2 separate regions of the Anas platyrhynchos genome follow, and region 2 is linked to region 1. Evidence: chromatin contacts called from public Hi-C data. All regions are on one chromosome and are shown on one strand. Each heading gives the region's core, a stretch centred on a gene start, on an enhancer-like site or on the middle of the called end of the contact. The rest is flanking DNA. Distances are from core to core; before and after follow the strand shown. Region 1 holds the start of PDGFRA (platelet derived growth factor receptor alpha). Region 2 overlaps SCFD2 (sec1 family domain containing 2).

Region 1 (6,576 bases), core at 1,885-4,384:
CGGCCACCCCACTCAAGTGAAGTGCAAATAACTGAGTACCCTAAAGGACTCTCGACAATGGACAGGCAAATAAACATGTAACTGAAGCAGCAAGTACTCCCTGGAGAATGAGATGAGGTACAGGCTAAAACCTGTTGACCTCAGACAAAAGGAAAAGCCCAATTAGTCATTTATAGAAGAGACAGAAAAGAGAAGAACAATTTCCCCTGGCTGTTCAGTGTGTCGGTCCCTCCTATCTCCCGACTAAAGAAAGCAACTGATGACACGAGTTGAATCGCGGGATGAGTGAGACCCCTGCTCAGGATCTCTCCGTGCCACGAAAACAGAGGGACGGTGCTTTGTTTGTCACGGTATTTCAGAGCAAAAAAACATACAGAGAAGAGATGGATCCTTTTGTAAAGTCAATTATATCTCCAAAAACTTGTCCTTAGCTTCAGTTATTCTACAGCACATTGTTCCAAAGGGATGTATTGTCAAAACATTAAGCACCAGAGGAAAACCTATCACAGGATGAAGCAGAAAAATGACAACCTGTGTCTGCTGCATGGATGATTCAAGTCACTGGACAGACCTGTGGGGTCCCTCCAGAGCTGGGCACCTCATGATGCTCAGCCTACCTTGGCTCTTCCTTGCCCGTGGCAGTGATGTGTTGTGGACATGGCCAGCCCGTGCATATGTGGGGAGTGACATAGGCATGGACCTGGGCTGGCTGTGCTCACCACACCACGGGGGATGGTGACCTCCGTGTCCTGGGTGGCCCAGGGACCAGCCAGCTGTCCTGTGCAGATCTCAGGGCACCAGCCCGAAGGGGTAAAGCTGGCACCAACAGTAACTAGGCAGAGAAACAGAGCCGCCTGGCTTGGCTGTGTCTGTGTCCTGCTGTAATCCATTAATTGCTGCGGTTTGAAAGAACAAAGGCAAAGATAATGGCCTAAGGAGTTACGGATCGAAATCAAACCTGGGCTGGAGAAGGAGGAGGTCCTTTGATTTTCTGGGGGGAAAACCCCACGTCTGTGGCAGGGAGGACCTGCTCTCGCAGCTCTGCTCGCCGCGGGGCTGCTGCTGGACCCGCAGGGATGCAGTGCTCGGATCCTCGCTTCCCCATCTCCAAAACCCAGCCGATCCTTTAACTGCGAACAGCGAAACCAAGCGTCTGCGGGGTGTGCCGTGCCCCACTGAACTCCTCCTAGGGCTCGCGGGTTATATTTAGGAAAGAAAACCATCCCCCCCCGGCTGCAAGACACAGGCGCGCACCCAGCGCTGCCCTCTCCCGCGGGCTTACGGGGAGGGCGGCTGCTAATTATTATTTTTTTGGGGGGGAATCTGTGTAAAGAGCGCTCCTCCGGTGCAGGGGGGGAGCCGTGTGCCCCCGGTGGCTGGCGCTGCCCGGCCGCTCCTCCCGCGGGCTGCGGTGCCCTCTAGCGTCCCGCCCGCTGCCCCCGCAGCCTCCGCTCCCGGCCCATTACTCCACCCCTAAACCGGGTTAGGACCGGAGCAGCCTGTTTGTGCTGCCCCAATCCCCCCAAAAAAAGAAGAAAAAAAAAAAAGCAGGGAAAACAAAGCTTTTTTTTTTTTTTTTTTTTTTTTTTTTTTTTTTTTTGATCCACCGCAAAGAATAAGGCTGCCACGCTTGTTCTGGCATCTTTGAGCGTCAAGAGCCAAATGTGACGGTGAAAACAAAACAATCCGACGTCGAAGCAGCAGAGGCCTCAGAGGGAACCCGACGGGCACGGGGCACTGCCTTAAACCACCCCGGGGTGAATGAAAATAAAGGGAGGGGAGGGGAGGCTGGCGGCGGGGAGCAGCCGTCCATTTCTTTTGTCTGCCTCCCTGCTCGCCCACCGACACGGGATCCCTGCTACTCGGGGACAGCCGATGTTGGACAAACAGAACGAAGGAGTTGTGGAAAAAGGGGAAATTCCAAAAATCCCCGCCGTGGCTGTAAACGCGACACGTCTGCAAGGGCCGAGCATCTCCCTCGGCGGGGCTGGGCTCGGTGGAGCCCGATTGTGCCCCCCGTCTGTCCCCGTCTGTCCCGCTGCTGTGTTCTCCTCCCTCCGCGACAGACGGGGGCACAGATTTACAGACATAAGCAAGGAGAACCCGCTCGGTTTTCTCCCTCTCTCGGGGTTTGTCGGGGTTCTGCTCCTGGCCGGCGTTGCCCTTCTCGATGCTAGGGTTGTGGCTTAGGCCGGTGTTTTGCTCGGGGAACGGCCGGGCCCGAGAGCTATGCATTGAATGGATATTTAGAAAAATAAATTAAAAAAATAAATTAAAATCTTAGAAAAATAGAAAAATACTAATGAGCGGAGAGGTGTGCATCCAGGGGTGTCGCGGTCCTCCTGAGCGGCGCTGTGCCTACGGGAGAGCTCAGCCGGCACCGGGCATCCCTAAAACGTGGCTGACGGCTCTCAGCCCCATCCCTGCCTTCCCTCCCAGCCCAAAATCTCAGCTCCCAGCCCCCCCCGCAAGCTCCCGGGGCCGGAGCGAGCCGCCCCGTCGGTGCCCGCCGCCCGGAGGCTGTGGGCGCTACAGAACCGGGGAGGGAGCCGGGACCGCGACCGCCCCCCCGGGGGTGTTGGGGGGTGTTGGAGGGCGTTGGGGGGCTGCAGATTGGAAGAGTAAACAGGCGGCAGAGGCTCCAGCCCGGGTTGTTTAAGACGTGCGGCTTCCATCTGTTGCCACATAAACATGCAGGATGCCTTATGCTGCAGCACTTCGGGGGAGGGGAGAGGGGCTGGGAGGGGAGGGGGCTGCCGTGGTGTAAATCCCCCCACCCCCCGCCTGTCCTCTCGCTAACCCCAAGCCCCTGGACAGGACCCCCCTGCGCCACACGGGGCGGGGGCAGCGCTCGGGAGCTGTCCCGGAGGGGTTATTTCAAACACCCCCTAGGCACCGCCGGCACCGGGAGGGGGGGACCGGCCCCGAGAAGGTTCCCGGGCTCCTCCCGCGGGCAGGGGGCCCCTCGTCTCCTGCCGTCGGGGCGGGGAAGGGGGAGCCACGTCGGGGAAAGCGGCCCCGCTGCCCCCGGCCCGGCCCCGCAGGAGCCGCCGGGGTCCCCGCCCGCAGCTTTTTGCCCGTCCCGACTCCGTGATTTGGTTTTATTCTGTGCTCGTTTTTGTGAGATCCCACGTGGAAGCCGTTAACGAATGCTCGATAATGATCACGACGAAGGCATTATTCAAATGAGGCAGGTAATTGCAAACAGAGAGCGCCTTCTCCCCTTCCTTTTGCTCTTTTCCTTGAGCGGGCGCCACGGCTGATGCTGGCGGTCCCTCGCCAGGCATCACCTCCATCCTTAAACCCGTCAAAGCAGGCTCCTGGGTGCCAGCCCGAGCCCTGCACGGCCTCAAGCTCACGCATTTTCGGCTCCCGCACATCTTCGCGGAGCTGAACCCTGCCCGGAGCCCTCCCGCCCCGTCGGGGCTCGTCCTGCACAACCTCGGGGGGGCCGGGCTGCTGCCTGTGCTCGCCCCCCAGGTGGAGAACACCCGGGTGTAGTCATTTTTTTTTTTATTATTATTATTTTTTTCCTCATTGTGCTTTTGACTCACTCGCAGCCTGTTGTTTATTCACAAGCATTACGGTATCCTGTTAGCATTCCGACCAGGGATCTGACTCCACTGGTTTCCTGCAGGAACATGTGGAAGCAATAGCGGGGTTGTGCACTCACCCGAGCTGAGGATGCACTAGAGGAGAGCGTGCAAAAAGGCTGGGGACCCTGCGAGCCTCGCCACAGGGCCCTCAGCCTGAGCACGCTGTTCTTCTCCTGCCTGCCCCCACTCCCTTCGGGGCATCTTCGCTCCGGAGGCTTAGCTCTCCTTGGTTTGGGGAGGGAGAAAAAACCACCGCATCCTGCTTGACTTTGAGGACAAAACTTTTGTTTGGCGCTAAACGGAAAAAAATAATAATAAAGACGAGAAAAAAAAAAATAAAAAGAGGGAGGCGGGCCAGAGCGGGAAGGGAGGAAGCGGGGAGAAGCCCGGGGGCTCGGCTCCGAGGCCGGAGCCCTCCCGGGAGGCAGGGGCCTCCGTCCCCGCTCGGTTCCTGGGGCTGCACTGCCCCCTCTCCCGCGGCCGCAGCATCGCCCCGCTCGCCGGGCTCGGCTCCGGGACCCCGCAGCGAGGCGACGGGGGCAGCCCCCGCCACCTCCCCGGCCACCGCTGGGCGCCACGGCGAGGCGGAGGTCCCCGGCTAAAGCCGTCGGGGCTCCGGGCGAGCTCAGACGGGCCGTGCCGAGGGCACAGAGGATGAGAAGAGCTTCCCCGGTCCCGGCACAGCAGCAGGGTTTGGGGCGGCCGGCTCCCGGCGACGGCTGCCTTTCGTTGTGGCTTTCATTCATAAAGCCGAGCGGTGCGGCTCTGCCCCTCTCGCCCGCTGCCTCCTGCTTCTGGCTGCCTCGCAGCCCTCCGTGCTGCTCTGCGTCCCCTGCCCGCGCTCAGGAGCGCACAAAGGACACGAGGAAGCCGCCAATTCGTTTCCAGCTCCATCTCCCCGTCCGTAACCCCACACCGTGACCCACCGTCCTGGAGGGGCTGAGGGAGGAGGCTCATTCACGAAATTGGGAGCCCTCTGACTTTTCACCAAAGTTTTTTTTTTTTTTTCCCTTTATATTTTTTTTTCCTTCCCCCCGCAGTGCAAAACTCTCCGATTCCCCCCTTTTCCTCCCCCCCTGCCATATGGCCAGCCTCCCCCTCCCCTGCGAGGCTGCCGAAATCTGGAGGCTGAGACTGGCCCCCCTGCCTCCGTAAGAGCCTCCCTCCTGCGCCCGCCTCCGGCCGCGGGGCTGGGGGCGCCGGGCGAGCCAGGGCGGCTCTTATTGCGAAGGGGCCGGAGGGGGGCTTCATTTCCTGACAGCTATTTACTTAAAGCAAATGATTAGTTTTGGAAGGATGGACTATAACATTGAATCAATTACGGGGCGCGGGTTGTGAGCCCGCTGCAGTCGGGGCTGGAGGGAGGGCGAGCGGGAGGGAAGGAGCGCGGCTGAGCGGGGAAAGTCACAAAAGACGTGGACATATTTTGGATATTTTACGATCTGCGGGACTATAGCTGCGGATTGGAGAGGAGAAGGTAAGAGGTGAGGGGCACTTTCCCCGTTTTTTTTCCTTCCTTTTCCCCCGTTTCTATTTCCCATTTTTCACAATTTTTTTCTTTTCCCATTTTTTTTTTTAATTTTTCCCTCCCTTTATCCATTTGTTGGTATTTCTTTTCTTTTTCTTTCTTTTTTTTTTTTTTTTTTTCCTCGGCTGAGCCGCTCCGGGGGCGCCTTCCCGCGGGGGTGCCGGGGGCTGGCGGCCCCCGGGGGCGGCGGGGAGCTGGGACCGGGCTCTCCGCGGGCCGTCGGGGCGCGGCGGCGGCGGCGGCGGCGGCGGGGAGCAGCTCGGGCAGCGCTAATGACAAACACATTGGGACCGCGGGGGCCACCGGGCCGCATTCCTGCCCCGCCGGGGCTCCGAGGGCAGCGCCGGTGCCCGCCCGGAGGGCGCAGGGGGGACGCGCAGCGAGGATGGGAAGCAGGGCAGGGTGGCACCCGGCGGCTCCCCCTCTTCTCGCATCCCCACCTTCTGCCCTCGCTTCTTTCACCCCGCCGCTCTCCGCTCCCTTCCCCCACCCTTTGTTTTTCGCCACCTTCCCTTTTTCAGGTCCCCTTCCCCACCTTATCACCCCCCCCGGGAGCCCAGGCGGGACACGCACGACCCCCGCTTTGCGCGGGCGACCCCATCTCCATCCCTGCGCGCCCCCCCCCTCCCCGCTCTTTTGCTTTATTTCCACGTCTCAGCGGAAAGAGAAGATGCTTGAACTCGGGCAGGACTGGTACCTGGAGCCTCTCCAGCTTACAGCCCCCTTCTCGCACCGGGAGCGCCGCCCGCCCCGCCGGACGGCTGGAGCCCGCCGCCTCGCCCCCCGGAGGTGGGGGCTGAAGTCTTCGCGGCCACCGTTTGGATTTGGTCAAGAGCGGAGGCTGCAAACTCGCCAGCCTCTGCCAGGCTGGAGTCCCCTGGAAAAGTCCTAGGAGCAAGTAGGAAATGGCTTTTTGGCTGGCTGCGGCATTGCTCAACATTTTTGGACGGGGACCCAGCGGCCCAGGAGCCGTTCCAGAGAACAGGACTTGGACAGCTTTTTTCTGTGCGAGCAGCGGCGGATCCAGCGAGGCAGCAGCAGCCGCCCCCGGGGGCTTGCCCACGTCCCGACGGGCTGCGGGGGCCGCTGCCCCGGCCCCCTCCCTCGCCGGGGGCACGCACCCAGCGCCCCTCGACGGCAGTTCGGCATCTCGCAAACGCTCCGGCTTCCCGGCGAGCCTCCGGGACCCGAAACCACACGCCCAGGGTATTTGGGACAGACGGAGCCGTCCCCGGGGCTGCGGGCACGTCGCTGTCACAGCCCCGGATGGGGCACAGCTCCTGTCCCCCCGCGGGTGGCCGCCCCCTCGGGGGGCACAGAGCGCTCCGTGCCTCGCCCGGCGGAGCGGGCAGGAGAAGAAGCCCGGAGCTCACGTCGGGGAGCAGCCCTGGAGAGAAACACGGCTCTGCTTTGCCCCATCCCCTCCCATCCCGCTTTTTTTTTTTTTTTTTT
Region 2 (6,576 bases), core at 1,162-3,661, 490 kb before region 1:
CCCCTCAGCCCCCCCAAAAGCCTCAAACAATTTCCTGCCTGACAGCTAAGGGAAATGGGTGCCAGTATTTCAGAGTTCTCTTCCTTTGCTGTTGAGGTTACAATCAACAATTTTCACCCATAACTGAGACTGGCTCGTTAAATAACTTTATCTTTACCATTTTAAATTAAAACTATCTGCACTGTTACGGTTACAGTAGTGCAACAGTTGCACTGTAACAAGGACCAATAATGATAAGGTTTGGCATCAGACTAAAAAGGGTTCTCAGGTAAATTGCAGTTCTCCTTACTGAATTACAGAGATATAAATACTGAGAAGAAAAATGAAAAAGAAGATAATTTATTTTTAAAACAGCCATTTGATATAGGAAAAGAAACATTTGTTTTTCTATGCTCAAGCAAAAAGTCTTGGCAGACTCTGTCTTTTTATTAGCATCATGAATAATGACTACCATGTGATGCCTTGTTGTTGTTCACATTAAATTTGCCTAAGCAGAATGAAATTGGAAGCTATGTACAAGAATTTTCAAGAATTTTGATTTTATGGGAAACCAAGGCTTAAAACAGTCTACAGTATAATATGAAATTACTCACAATAGGCTGGCAATGTTTCGAAATTTAATTAGTTGCCAAGCTCATTTCTTGGCACTGAGGTTTTGCTAAAGTCTAGCAACTTCATTCTGAGAAAGTTCCATCTACTGTGTAGGATCTGATTAGCAAGAAAGTGATTCCAGTTCTTCAAACCAAAATTAAGGTAGAGGAGTGCAAGGAGCACGTGTTCAGAGTTTACTGATTTTTTTCCTTTTACTGCCTATTTGACTGGGAGAGTGGAAAGACACAGCAGCAGTTCGAGGGTCTGAGCTTCTGAAAATGCCTTACTTTGTATGCACGGTGATTTTTGTTTCCATGTTTAAAATGCTGGTAACTATGAAAAAAAAAAGAAAACCGCAATGATGCTGTAGTGATTCACCACTTGACAGAGATCTCAAGCCACAAATACAAACTGTACATGAAAATTTTATGAGTTACAGGGTCTATCAGTGTAATATTTGCAAATGTTGCTATTCCTTATTCTGCAAACTGCAGGGACGTATCTGGTGAGGGAAGAAAAAAGAGCAATACTCCAACTCCTAGCTGTAATTCTAGTTCTAAATATATGTCTCAAAACTATTATTATCACACACGTTACATATTAAGTAAAATGCCTGAGGCTATTTGTCTGTCTACATTTAATCTGAGTCTATTTTTCCTCCTAAAAAACTAGTTTCTGAACAGTCATCTTTTCCACCTCCTTTTCTCTGGAAGCAGAACCCAGTTCTGCAGAACTATTTCATTTTATGCAATTTGCAGTCTTTGCAGTTGTCGGAGAAGAAGCTGTTTACTTCCAACACGGTTATACAGTAAAAACGCATCTGCATTTATGGAGTTAATAGCCTTCTTATTAATTTTACTCAGCCTCTTTTTTTTTTTTTTTTTTTTAATAGAAACCTAATGAAAACCATGTTTATGTGCTCAAAGGCACAGAGGAAATTCATTACTCTGAGGAATAACACACTCCACAAGTGAAATGAAAGTAATCTTATTTATGACAGGAAGAGGCCTTCACGAGACTGCACTCCACCACACTTGGCCTGATCCTGGCTGCACGAAAGAAGCTGCAAAGTCAGGAACCGACTTCATACACGAGCCTCATCTCGGCAATAAACACATTTGCAGTTGAGTCCTGCAAACATTCAGGATCTGCTGAAGAGGAAGCGTCCAGCATTTACGACAAACACGCTACGAGAAGAACGCGACGATGAGACGGGGGCACTGGGGATTCACCCCTTCCCTGCTCCTCAGGCCCCGCGCGTCCCCTCAGGGCGACGCAGGCCTCATCCCGCAGCCAGCTGCTTCCCCATGGCACTTGGAGGCATCGGTGCGAGTAACCGAGATGGCCACGGTTGTGTCCATCTGGCTGTGAGGAGAAAAGCCTGTAAATACCCTCCGACAGAAGGTGTTTTTCTGTCCCACCCGCCTAGCCCGGCACACGTCTGTGCACACGTGTGTGTCTTTGCCTGACAGGGGGTTGCTGCATCCATCCCTGAGCAAGACCGAGTCTTAATTCTTAAACAAAACTAAACCAAATGGAAGAACGTTTCTTAGTGCTGTGAAAGCCAAACCTGATGTTCATCTCATTTCTGGAGGCTTCTAAAGAGTGCTTTCATTACGGGAAGCTGTGATGTGTGACAAGCTCGATGCCTCCACATGCGTTTGCAAGTTGTGACCCAAACTCATGTCCCACATTCCTTGGGTTTCCTCCCCAAGTTGCCTGAAGTACAAAGGGAAGGGGAAACATCAGCTGTGCTACAGCTTCCATCTAGCAGTGATGCCTTTTGCCCACAAGAAGGCACTGTGTGCTAAGAAATAGAAGCACGATGATATTTTGGGAGGTATTTGCCAGCTTTTTCACTCTTGCTGGCTTTTGCTACGGGCCCAGCACAAGACGTGTGGGTTTATCTAACGTCATGAAGGACAGCTGCCTTTGTCTGACTGCAGATGTTTGGCCAGTTGAAGTTGAGAAGCTTGACCACTGCATGAGATAAGCTTTTTAGCCTTGCACAAGGAATTAACTGATATTCTTGTTTATCTTCTCTCAGAAAGCGACTTTCACACTGGAACAAGCTGGACAAATTAGAAGGTTTAGTTAAAGAAAAACATATTTAGCTATTCCTTTGCTATATTCCCTTTGGAATTGCTGTATATTTTGCACAGGAGGTTCACTTTTTCTTCTTGTGATCTAAAGTCCTCATCTGCTTGATCCCACAACAAAACAATTAATCTTTTGTTTACCACATTACAGTCAGTTGTCATGGAAATCAATACAATGTCCAAAATTAGTCATACGAACATTTCTGGATCATGTATGAAGACAACAGAGTGATATAGGTGGAGTATGTCTATTAAAAATAGACTTGGTACACAGTGAGTGCATCAGAAAAAGGTATTTTGGAAGAATGTAAAACCTTTAAAAAAGGCTAAAATAATAAAAAAAAGGCAGCTTAGTCTCAGTCTGACACATTTAAATATACCTCCCAACAGGCAAGTCTGTCTTTAAATCATACAGTCTTTCATTTGCCCAGAAGATTGATCAATCTTTTGTCTAGATTTGAAGCTGTCGGCCAGGAGAGCAGAACTGAGACTCTCCCCTTCCCTCGGTGAATGATCTATTTGCTGATGGAGATGAGCAAGGGAGTGGACAATCTCAGCAGTGCTTTTCTACAGCCATATTTTATTCTCCCCTTAACATGAACACAGAAAATCAGGAGCAGCTGCACTGAAGACATGTAATGCTATTCTCTATGATGTTGACATGTCTCAAATTGTTGGGAAGTGCCCTGCGTGGGCCCAAATTCTGCACAGTGACACAGCTGAAGGCCAGCATGGAGCAATGGTGGTAACAAATGGGACCACTACAGATTTGCAAGATCTCCTTTTGGGTAGTGTATATGTGCCGAGGCTGCTACAGGACTCTGGATAAAACACTGTCTGAGCCTCATGAGCAATATGATGGATAGTGCCAGACACCCATTTGGGTTGGGGGAGCTGCCAGACTAGCTCCATACGGCCCAAAGATGTTGTACAGAGAGATCTGTCGACATTATCAGAATTGAATTAAGTTGAACTGGCAATAACAACAGAGATAGTATATGGAACCACTTGCTTTCTAGCTGCTGCCTCCTCTCCCAAATTAAATTAACCACTCCCCTTCCCCAGCAGAAAGCTGCCTGCCCACGGCTCACACATCCTGCCTGCTCCTGGCTCGCAGGCACAGAGGTGACCCCATTTTCTGCCTTCCACACTCATCACACCCACCCGAGCAGGCTTGTATCACAAAGCATAACCGATGCCAGTGCTCCACGCTCAGAAGGGATAACATGGGGACGCAGTTTATAATAAACATGTCTGAACCCTTTCAAGGGGGTTTCAAAATGCTATTTGACAACATTTGCAATGCCTAAGTGCTCACCCTTACACATGCAACACGCTGATGTAAAGCATCTCAAAACATTAAAGATGAAGAACAGATCAGTGAAAATGTCATCGTTAGGATCCACATCCTGCAGACAGATAAGATCCACATTTAGCAGTCCCATAACCTAACCAATGTACAGAGAGAACAGCGGGGCAAATGTCCCCTGCAACACAGGATGCCAGTTAGAGTGGTAATTCCCCACCAACCATTTTCTTTCAAGGAAGAGAAGTCTAGATTTACTCAGAAATATTCCTGAGATATCTGAGGATGTCTGCTTGTTTTTTTTTTTTTTTTTTTTTTTTTTTTTAATTATTATTATTACTATATTCAGTTACATGAGAAAATTTGTAGGGAACAGGTATCTGAAAAGCAGTATTCCCCTATAGCATTTGCAACTGGAGCTTTGCGGACAACCACTTTCGAGAACTGCCTCTGAACACAAATTTTATTTTACCACTCGGGCACCGACCTTGTATCTGGACTCTACACTGGAGCAGGGCCACTGCTTGTAAAACCTGTGTAGCTTTAATTCACCAAGGTACTACTTCTTGGCAGAAAGAGTATAATTTATCTTCACTTTGATGGGTTTCTGTGTTAACTCATCAAAATTAACCACCAGGGCACCTGGACGCTGCCCAATTTTAAGCACACAATGAGACGCCTAGACTGAATGAGCTGTGCGCATATTAAACTGGATTTAAATATGCCAAGCTATAATAATGTAGTAACACAGTAAATCAGATATGATGAAGAAACTGAAGCTACACGAAGACAAATGTGAGGCTGGCTTCTTTCATCCAGCAAGGTTATCCTTTCATCCAGTAAGGTTACCCCACAGCAAGTGATCACAGGAAAATGCTCTAAATCAGTAGAAGAAATGTAACTGAGGAGCTTCGCTTCACCCTGTATTAGCTGTCCAGCTCCTTTGGCATAAAGGAGAGGGATGACCCAACCGTGATTTCGGAAAGGTGGGTGCTGTGAAAGAGCCTCATCTCAAGCTGCAGGCAGTTGCACTGAAATACAAATGCACAGAGGAGGTTCTTTGAAGTACTCCCTCGCAGCTGTACATCTGATTACAACTTGCAAATGCTTTAGGGTTCACAGGTTTCCTTCGCTGTGCCTTTCCCAAACACACACAGCCTTGAGGGTGATGCCAACCACAAGTTACTGGCACTCTTTCAGACCCCTATCAACCCCTCCATTAACTGGAAAACAGGCAAACTTCAAGCTAACAATTTCAATCCTGCTATTTTCCTTACGGTTAAAATAGGCATTTCCTGAAAACAGATCTCGGCGTTATCTGTCCTGAAGATCATATGTAAACTCTTGAAGAATATTCAGGAAATATAAATATAACAAAACTCATGCCAGTCTGACCTTGCTTGTTAATAAGTATGTAGAGCATATGTTTATGCATAACTCTGAGGTTGTACTTGCACAATCAAATTAACCTTTGGACTGCTGGTGTTCAGCCATAATTTACTGCATCTAGTTTTCAATTGCATATACAGTGCTGATAATACCACAGAAATACTATCCCATAAAAATTGTAAGGCCTGATAACAAAGCTGATAATGGAGCGGAGTGTTTCACTTCCACTACAAAAACATAATTATCATTGTATACCCATAATCGGTTGTGTCTGCAGCAGAAGAAAAAATGTTTTTATTTGCAGCCTTTGCTAAAACACCATCTAGAAATACTGCAATGGGGGTAGGAGGGAAGAAGGAGAAGGGGGAGAGGAAGAGACAAGTCGGTAACTACCCCCAGACACTGATTTAATTTAAAAAGGCAGTAGCTTGGGCCACGGCATTGTTCCTGAGTTCCCCAAGTTAGTTCCACACCGCTGCTAATTACTGCTTGAATGCAATGTGCTGCGCAGAGGCTACAGAGGTCACGTCTCCGCAGCCTGCCCCCGAGTGCCACGATCCTGCTGAGCAAGCAGAGAGCTGCTCTTCCCACACCTCCGATGAGGGGTGCTGGGGTGCAAGAGGCAGCCCCCGTCCGTCCGAGCCACATCCACGGTGACGGGACTTGACAAGGGCTTCCCCTCGTCCGATTGAGCACCGACAGCACATCTAATGCGAGGAGACACGGGTAGTTGCTCCAGACTAGCCCGTGGAGTGTGAGCAGCCATCTCCACCCGCTGTGCCCATACGTTAAACCAACAAGCGGGATCTCCCTGACCTCTGTCTTCCCGAGGATAACAGGCACAGTTGCAAAGCCTTTCAGCAGAACATGTTCAACAGGACTAGGTTAAGAGTAAAACTGCGTTTCCCCGTGCCACAAAACCCACTGCAGCAGACGGAAACCCAACCCAGCTCCTACATTCACTGCTGTCTCCTCCCTGTGTGGCTGTGGCTGGGAACATGCTTAATTTTGGGGCAAGCGAAGGGGCTGTGGGTGTGTTGCAGCAGCACAGCGAGGGGCAGCTGGCTGTGTAAGAGCCAAGCCACTCGTACAGCCCCCGGGCAGAGGAGAGCAGGCAGGCTGCCTTCTCTCACCCAAAATGTTCAACAGGCTATGTTAAGAATAAAGAGGGAAAGGCTCTTCCCTTCAGAT

What was found. Hi-C and Micro-C count contacts between places; a contact is called where the count stands out from the background.
Region 2: a Hi-C map of subcutaneous adipose tissue shows a contact between it and region 1, with 2.3 times the contacts expected there. The contact joins the enhancer-like site here to the promoter of PDGFRA in region 1. A contact is called at or near these places in 5 of 8 Hi-C or Micro-C datasets (F1 follicle, liver, skeletal muscle and 1 more).

The regions. Positions count from the first base shown.
Region 1 is chr4:51,794,236-51,800,811 of IASCAAS_PekinDuck_T2T, reverse strand. PDGFRA (platelet derived growth factor receptor alpha) reads left to right here and starts at 3,134. Exons shown (of 23, transcript XM_021267644.4): 1 at 3,134-3,194. The coding sequence starts at 3,150.
Region 2 is chr4:52,281,651-52,288,226 of IASCAAS_PekinDuck_T2T, reverse strand. All of the region lies in intron 5 of SCFD2 (sec1 family domain containing 2), which reads right to left. Among named protein-coding and RNA genes, the nearest start is that of RASL11B, 58 kb to the left of the region's middle. Within about 2 kb of position 2,411, at least 3 of the 8 cell types and tissues checked have an H3K27ac peak or open chromatin away from gene starts, as enhancers often do. A contact at or near this core is called in subcutaneous adipose tissue, where this site is marked.